Regions from separate parts of the Sus scrofa genome. Here regions 2 and 3 are each linked to region 1. A link is a contact called in public HiChIP or PLAC-seq data. All regions are on one chromosome and are shown on one strand. Each heading gives the region's core, a stretch centred on a gene start, on an enhancer-like site or on the middle of the called end of the contact. The rest is flanking DNA. Distances are from core to core; before and after follow the strand shown. Region 1 has its middle 400 kb from the start of CD180. Region 2 overlaps PIK3R1 (phosphatidylinositol 3-kinase regulatory subunit alpha). Region 3 has its middle 44 kb from the start of CD180.

Evidence for each region. HiChIP or PLAC-seq counts read pairs in DNA pulled down with a chosen protein or histone mark.
Region 2: a contact with region 1 is called in an H3K27ac HiChIP or PLAC-seq map of skeletal muscle. The contact joins two enhancer-like sites. A contact is called at or near these places in 1 of 47 Hi-C or Micro-C datasets (heart right ventricle) and 1 of 2 datasets of contacts at active chromatin or transcription factors (skeletal muscle).
Region 3: an H3K27ac HiChIP or PLAC-seq map of skeletal muscle shows a contact between it and region 1, with 6 times the contacts expected there. The contact joins two enhancer-like sites. A contact is called at or near these places in 2 of 47 Hi-C or Micro-C datasets (skeletal muscle and subcutaneous adipose tissue) and 2 of 2 datasets of contacts at active chromatin or transcription factors (alveolar macrophages and skeletal muscle).

The regions. Positions count from the first base shown.
Region 1 is chr16:45,981,965-45,984,646 of Sscrofa11.1, forward strand. No RefSeq gene overlaps it. Among named protein-coding and RNA genes, the nearest start is that of CD180, 400 kb to the left of the region's middle. Within about 2 kb of position 1,322, at least 2 of the 83 cell types and tissues checked have an H3K27ac peak or open chromatin away from gene starts, as enhancers often do. A contact at or near this core is called in skeletal muscle, where this site is marked.
Region 2 is chr16:46,482,514-46,485,195 of Sscrofa11.1, forward strand. The region is part of intron 2 of PIK3R1 (phosphatidylinositol 3-kinase regulatory subunit alpha); the gene reads left to right. Among named protein-coding and RNA genes, the nearest start is that of PIK3R1, 49 kb to the left of the region's middle. Within about 2 kb of position 1,333, at least 9 of the 83 cell types and tissues checked have an H3K27ac peak or open chromatin away from gene starts, as enhancers often do. A contact at or near this core is called in skeletal muscle, where this site is marked.
Region 3 is chr16:45,630,366-45,633,047 of Sscrofa11.1, forward strand. No RefSeq gene overlaps it. Among named protein-coding and RNA genes, the nearest start is that of CD180, 44 kb to the left of the region's middle. Within about 2 kb of position 1,331, at least 8 of the 83 cell types and tissues checked have an H3K27ac peak or open chromatin away from gene starts, as enhancers often do. A contact at or near this core is called in skeletal muscle, where this site is marked.

The sequences.
Region 1 (2,682 bases), core at 72-2,571:
ATATAAAAATAAGAGATAGGCGTGATTTGGCCCATGGGTTGTCGTTTGCTGACCCCTGATATAGATAATGACACCTTCCTCCAAGATTGGTCATCAGGACTACATACCCTATGTAGAGTGATTAGAACAGTGCCTGGCCTAATGTTAGCTCTCCCACAGAGTAAATTCCCTCATCCTGTGCCTCTGGGATCCCCTTTGCTGCTACTTGTGACCCAAGTTTGAATACCCTTAGAAAAGGGGCTGTGTTTGTCAGCATGGCATCAGATTGTTCTGGAGAGAGAATTTCTGTTTGCATTCTCATTATTTGTGAAAGTACTTTTAAAGCCCTGAGCACAGTAAGAATGCCAATTGTTATTTTTCCTTCCTGGTGTCAGGGCAAGGAGAGGGAAAAGCTTTCTCAACGGAAGTGACCCTTTGACCCAAGGCAGCCTCTTTATTAAATCTTCCTGTAGAAGCTTTGAGAGAAAGCAGAGTTGATTGGGCAGTGTCTTTGCTCCCTTCTGGGTACGTTATCTAAATTGTGATAGAGAAGATCAAGGTACATGTCCAATTTTAGTTTCAGAAAAAATGTAGCACTTTTGAACAATTTCTGTTTACACCTCACCCCAACATAGCAAGATGGAGGAGATTTATAGAAAAGTATCTGTTGCTCTTGAATTAATATCAGGAAACAGAAGCCACTTTATCATTGCTTTAGAGAATAACTTTAAAAATAACATGTGTTAGGAGTCTTATTTTTTAGAAAGTAATATATTTCTCGTCTAGAAAATTTGAAGAATGTAGCGTATATAAGCCAAAATGAAAGTACAAAACAAAAACGAAAAAATCAACTAACCTTTAATCTCTAATGTTGACTTTAGGAATTTTATTCCTCATCTCTTATATCTTTTTAGTTTACAAGATTGTAATCATACCCTGTATTGATAGGTTTACATTTGTAAGCTGCTCTTTTTATAATAGCATTCCCATATTTTGAAAAACCTTTAACGATATCATTTTTAATGGCTGCAGAAATTCCAAACATTGAGATAATACATTTGGTTGCAGGCTCATCTTTTAAGAAAGCCTTTAGGAATTTTTACTCCCACTTAGTACCTTTGTCATATTTGGGAAAATAAAAAAAGAGAGATTAAGATTCAAATCAGTTTGTCTCCTTTTTAAAGTGGCAAAAGGTTTGGTGTAGGAGAATCATCAGACAACAGGATTGTTCTTTCCAGCTGGGTCAGGACTTAAGTGAGGCAGCTGAGTAGCGTCTGATGTGGCAACAGGCTATCAGGATCCCCACATCAGCGGCCAACCTGTTCTGGCTGAGGCAAAGCCCCAGCCACGAGGCTGCATGGTGACAATTCAGGGAGTTGACAGCATCTGCTCATATTGCAGAGTCACCACATGCATGCCCTATCTTGATTAATTGGGTTGTTTCATTTTAGACATTCTCCTGTCATAGAACATTCTGTGCTCCTACAAGCAATAAAGAGTTACCCCAGGGATAACCTCTTCAGAACTAATAAATTTGTAACTCTTAGAGTACTGAATACATCAACCCTTCTCTAATGTTACAAACAATGAATTAATAACATCTAATGTTATAACAGTTGTGATGGTGGGTCTGAAACGTTATATGATTTGTGGCATTCATGAATGACATTAGAATTGGATTTGAGGATTTGTTAAACAGCAAAGTCCAGTGACCTTAATTACTCTAATCTTATCTGACCTAAATGAATGAAATGCTTTTCCAGCATGTAAAATGGTAAGCATTTATAATGTGTAAGCTGCTGGTCTGATTTCTAATATTAAAAACAAAAACAAAACGAGAAATAATGAAACTTAGACTATGCACAAATCTCTAAAAACAATTAAAGGTATTTCAAGTCTGAGCAACATAACATCTCCCAACAATCTTTTCCTAATTTTTAAACAAAAATTGCTTTCTTTCCCTAATTGTAAAAGTTTTACATACCCATCGTGAGAACAGAATATGATAAAAAAACTTAGAAAGAGAAATTAAGAACTACCCATGATCCAACCACTGGATAAAACCAAAGTTATATCTGTGGTTGTTGTTGTTGCCATAGAGATATTTTAATTTACAAATTATGACTACACACACTCACACACACACACACACACACACGAAAGCCAACACATACATATATATGGACATGCATATGATACTCTTATAATGTTATTTTGGCTTATATTCTTCAAAGAGATTTTCTTCTATGCGTATGTACATGGAAATAAATATTTATTCTCCTCATATATAAGAATGGGATCATGTCATACATATTAGTTAATAGCATTCTCTTTTTCATGATAAACAATATGTCCTGAGTTGATATTGTCCCACTTCAGATCACAGGGACTTAATTGCTTTTGTTTCTATTCAGAGCAGCCATCACCTCCATCATCACTTGAGGTGTCTCACTATGCTTTACTATAGAAGACAATATATAGCCTCCCCAGATTCTTCTTTCCTCACTGCGAATGAAGCCTACTGCACAGACCACTGTTAAAGATTACCAACTGCTAATTGAGTGCAAAAGTAGATAATACAAAAACAGCCATTATAGCAGGGTCTGTAAGATTTGATATATGTGGGCCTTCTTGTTTCCCTGGCCAGGAAGTATCTAGGTGGCCTGAAAGGCTTTTGTTTGTCATCTTTAACCCCAGTAGAAA
Region 2 (2,682 bases), core at 83-2,582, 500 kb after region 1:
AAACTTGAAAACACTTTAAGGAAAGTTTTCCCTTCCCTGTTAGAAATTTTTGGTTAAAGTATCCAAATGAAATAAAATGAAATTTTGCCATTTCTCCATTTATTTAATGTATTTAATTTACCCCTCCACCCTCATCTTTGAAGTGAGGTTTTGCTTGGTGCCAACACCAACCACCCCCCCAGGTGCCTATGATTTTTTGCCAGATTTGCAGCAACAAAGTCGCCAAAGAGAATATAGAGTTATTTTTAGAGTAATTCTTGATTAAATGTAATTTAGTAATTCTATGTTGGTCACATGATCGCCTTAACTTCTATCTCCAAATCATGCAATTTTAAGAACGAGAAAATTATTTTAGGAGTGCTCGTTGTGGCTCAGTGGTTAACGAACCCGACTAGTAACCATGAGGTTGCGGGTTCAATGCCCGGCCTTGCTCAGTGGGTTAAGGATCCGGCATTGCTGTGAGCTGTGGTGTAGGTCACAGCCGTGGCTTGGATCTGGTGTCGCTGTGGCATAGGCTGGCAGCTACAGCTCCGATTAGACCCCTAGCCTGGGAACCTCCATATGCCGCTGGTGTGGCCCTAAAAAGACAAAGGACAATAAATAAATAAAAATAAATAAAAAAGAACAGGAATGTACCAAAACATTTAAAAAAAGAGAGAGAGAGAAATTATTTTAGAATGTCTTAGCTAAATCTTACTGCTTCACTGATACAGAATGAAAAACTCAGAGATATAAGTATTTTCCCCAAAGTTCTCCCATCTGTCATTGACAGGTCCGGAACTCATTTCCTTACCTATTGTCTTTTTCTTTTTTTTTTTTTTTCCTACTGTGACACAATGGCTTTTCAGTTGTTTTTCATGTGATAGAGTAACAATCCTGCATAGGTATGGCATTTAATAGTGATTTTTTTAAAAAACAGAAGTCACAGAAAGGATGTGATGTGTTAAAAAAAACCCTAATTTTTAGTTTCTGAAATAGATTACATTCGTGTAATACCCAGAATGAATTGTAAAGTCTAAAATGAAACTCTTCAGTCTTTAAAAGGCTTATGCAAAAAGTGACCAACAGGGGGAAACCTAATACAGCCTTTTGGATTAATTTGCTTAACTTCTAGCCCCTTTTAAAAAATTACCCAAGCTCCTGTTGAAGCCAGCAAAAAACATCTGTTGATTTATTTATAGTCACAATTTCTAAGAAGCATATTCTATAGCAGATGAAAAAGTAGTTGACAGCTCATAATTCAAAAAGTTACTGAGGCCTAATCTAATGGAACAAAATGTACAAAACTCACTCCCGTGGTTCAGGCCCTATCGCTTCCCTTTCACCCGAAGACAGAAGTGGTGTACGAAGCAGAGCATAGATTGTTCTGATGGTTCAGAACAGGCCGCTGTGAGGTGAGGATGCAGAAAGGAGTGGCCTGCCGTGACCAGTGATTGCTTTCACCTCCGGGCCAGCCTCCTCCGGCCCCTGGGTCCTTTCCATTAACAGCATCGCAGGTATTTCCATCCTCATAGGAAACTGGCATTTTTCTAAGCATCCTCTCTTCTCACTGGGAAGTTTGAGCCGGGTGTTACCTACACAATGTCACCAACGTAGTTTCTATCAAGAATCTAAAGTGTGGATGAAAGTGATGAATCCTTCCATATCTGGGTCAAGCTGAACTTTTGACTTGACTTCTTTTCTTGGACCGCTTGTTTTATTTGACATAATAGCCGCTTTTCCTTAGCTGACTTCTAAGCAACTAGAAAAAATACACCCATGCCTCAAATACCACCTCGCTCTATTTTTAGCCCACTTCTGATCACTTTTTGTGGGGAGCATAGTCAGATTTCTCTCTATAATCCATATATATTTTATAGGTTGCTTCTGTCCGTAGGACCTACTATGTATTGTAATTTTTCTTTAAAAAACTACTTTTTTATTTGGTCTGCACAAACAAGTCTCAATCACATAGGACTGTGTATTTTTCTGTAGTTTTTTGAAAATTTAATATGATCCAACTGCTACCCAGCTGACCCATCCAAAATTGTTATCCTGGAGTTCCCGTCGTGGCACAGTGGTTAAGGAATCCGACTAGAAACCATTAGGTTGCGGGTTCAATCCCTGCCCTTGCTCAGTGGGTTAAGGATCCGGCGTTGCTGAGAGCTGTGGTGTAGGTTGCAGACGTGGCTCGGATCCCCTGTTGCTGTGGCTCTGGCCTAGGCCAGCAGCTACAGCTCCGATTCGACTCCTAGCCTGGGAACCTCCATATGCCGAGGGAGCGGCCAAAGAAATGGCAAAAAGACAAAAAAAAAAAAAAAAAAATTGTTATCCTTAAAAAGAAAATCATATCCAGAAGAAGTCCATGGATTTTTTTTAGCTGAGAGGTGAATAGCCTCTTGTTACTAATGATCGTCATTTATTACGAGATGGGAGAATTCATTAGCCAACCAGAAATGCTCAAATTGGTCTGAGGTATCAAAAGTATTGCTCTTTTTTTTTTTTTTTTTTTTTTTCTGACTCTGATTCCTCATGCAATTGTTAATGGTTGTATCTTATATTTATTGTTTATATGGATAGCTTAGTTTTCTATTAGTGATTTTAAAAACTATATTAAAAAATATGATAAAATAGTATCTTCCTTTCTTAATTTTCTTTGTAGGCTGATAGAGAATTTTCTGTTCAGTTATTTTCAGGCCGCTT
Region 3 (2,682 bases), core at 81-2,580, 350 kb before region 1:
CATCCTCAGTTATTACTCTTTTTATTGTTGTTATTGTTGTTGGAACATTAATTAATTCAGTTCTGTCCTGTGAATTGAACTTTAACCAGGATTAGTTTTTATGACAGTGAAGGACATTGCTCATGAATGAGAGAAAATAAGGATTGAATTGGTTTTCACAAGTCTTTTAAGCTTTGTGCCTGAATATAGCAGAACCCTGTTCTTGCTTTCTTTTTTATTAAATAGTTTATTGTGAAGATTCAAATGGGTCATGAGTCCATAATGTCCCCTAAACAGAACATCTGCTTAAAAATCAGTCTCATATCACATAATCAGCTCACTTAGGATATTGAGCACTATTTGCCGTTTTCAGTACTAACAAAGGATTTTATTAACCTGTAGACAAAAATCTAAATCATTAAATAAAGTAGAACACTGAGTGCTTGTTAAATTGAAGAGCTATACAAAGACAGATAATTATCATAATAGATTGAGGATTTTACATTATAGGAAGATTTGCTCCCTTTAGTTTTTTTTTTTTTTTTTTTTTTAACCCCCAACTATAAGGACTATGATTGTTGCTCACAGTCATGGTGGGTTCAAGACATGTATGATTATGTGTGTGTGTGTGTGTGTGTGTGTGTGTGTGTGTGTGTATTTTTTTCCTTTGGCTGCACCAGCAGCATGCAAAGCTCCCAGGCCAGGGATTGAACCTGCATCACTTCAGTGACAATGCCGATTCCTTAACCACTAGGCCACCAGGGAATTTCATTATTTTTAATGGAAGAGTAAAAGCCCGTGAACCCACGGCCTATCCACAGAACAAAGACATCACTGAAAATATCTACCCATACTGTTAGTTTTAATGGTAAATTAACCTGTATTGCCCTTAATTGGTTGTTTTCGGTATCATTATTATAGTTATAATTTCTTGCAACAAGAAATTATTAGTTACTTGCAACAAGTAACACTTGCAGATACATTTTAAGACTATATTGACTATTAAAATTTATCTCCACAGGCTATATACGCTGCATGCCATAGGACATAAAACTAATACAACCAATGCTGGCTGCTTTTGGTTACTCAGAAATTACCATGCTCTTTGGGGTCCTCTGTTTGCAATCACAATCTCATAGATCTTAATAGAGAATTGTACTCCTAGCAGGTGTCAACATCCCATGTTCCTAGGCCTCCTGACTGTTTAGTTGCAATCTTTAGTTGATTAATTTGCTCACCTATTTATTTATTCAGAGAACACTTGTTGAGAGCCAAGAACTAGGCTTGGCTCTAAGTCAAATGCCAAGTGGCAGAGTTGCGAAGAGGTCATGGTAACGGGAAGTTAATGCCTCTGAGAAAAGCTCTGTTTGGGCAGCAGGGCGAGGGCTGTGCTGTCTGTCCTTGGGAGAGTTAGCGGAGGCCAGAGGAGCTGATTTTTCACATGGGGACTTTTGTATGAAGAGGTGGAAGTTTAAGGCAACAGTGAATAAAGTTACTCTGGTATTAGGAGAACAGGGAAGGAGATTTCTTCAGGCACCTCTTCCTCCTCTGAAAGCCTGCAGGCCTTTTCATTTTACCTGCCAGAGCCAGGGAAAGAAAAAGGACAGAGTTCTTCTGAGATCCCAACCCTTGGCTAGGGTTTATTCTATGCAGATCCTGTTGGAGCTAAATGTAAACAAACAGAAAGGTATCCTTGCACTGTCTGAGAATGTGCAGATATAACGAGCAGCAAGCACATAATTGTGAGAAGCCTTTGTAGTTCCAACATCTTCACCCACCACATAGATACAAAGTGTATTGTAATATAAGAAATATTACAGTGCTATCCCCAAAGTAATTATCTTCTGTCTGTTATACAGCTACTCAATTCTGTGTCTTTTCTATGATGGAAATACAAAATGCATTTGGAAAACCCCCAGAATCAAACACAATACAGTGTCTCCTGAGGTTTCTCCTTCATCTGTTTGCCAGAGATAATGGGGGGAAAGACTAGTGAACAAAGAGTAAAAAAGCATCGTTTGGCTGGGTAGTCTATATAATAATGCCGTAGCAACAATTCTTTGTTTCTTAGAGTAATCGAGTCAAAGGCTTATCATAATATGATTGTGTAGCCGGAGCAGACAGCAGATTTCTGTGGACCTGAGCCTCTCAATTAGATTTCTGTGGCTTAGCCACAGGAAGCCATCAGAGGTTAAAGATTTAATTTTTCTCAGTGGTGTGTCCTGAAGAAAAACGATCAGTTTGTGATTTCCTAACCGCCTCTCTATCTTGTAACATTTTATTTTCTCTGCTTTCTCCTGCCATTGTCATTTTGGTTCTTCATTATTACGATTGTGATGTGACATTATCTTTGTTCTCACTTCCTGGAATTATCCTCTGGTTAGGATAGTTTGCCCTGGGTGCCGGAGATCCATAGCTCGTCTAGACTGGCCTGAAGTCCAGGCATCTCTGGTAGGTACCCATGTTGGGATCAGAAACCATCCCACCTCATGATAAAGAAAGCTATTCACAAGTTCCATTTAAATTTTCTCTCAGCAGATGGGCTTCTCTCATGGAATGTACTGAAAATCATTTTCAGATTTCAAAGAGACCTCTTAGTACTTGGCAGGCAGAGCTAAGACATAGCAAGGCAGTGAGGGTTCTTTTCATGACGAGGCCTTATATTCTCAGGAGTATTAGAATGATATTTTATTTTACTTCTTT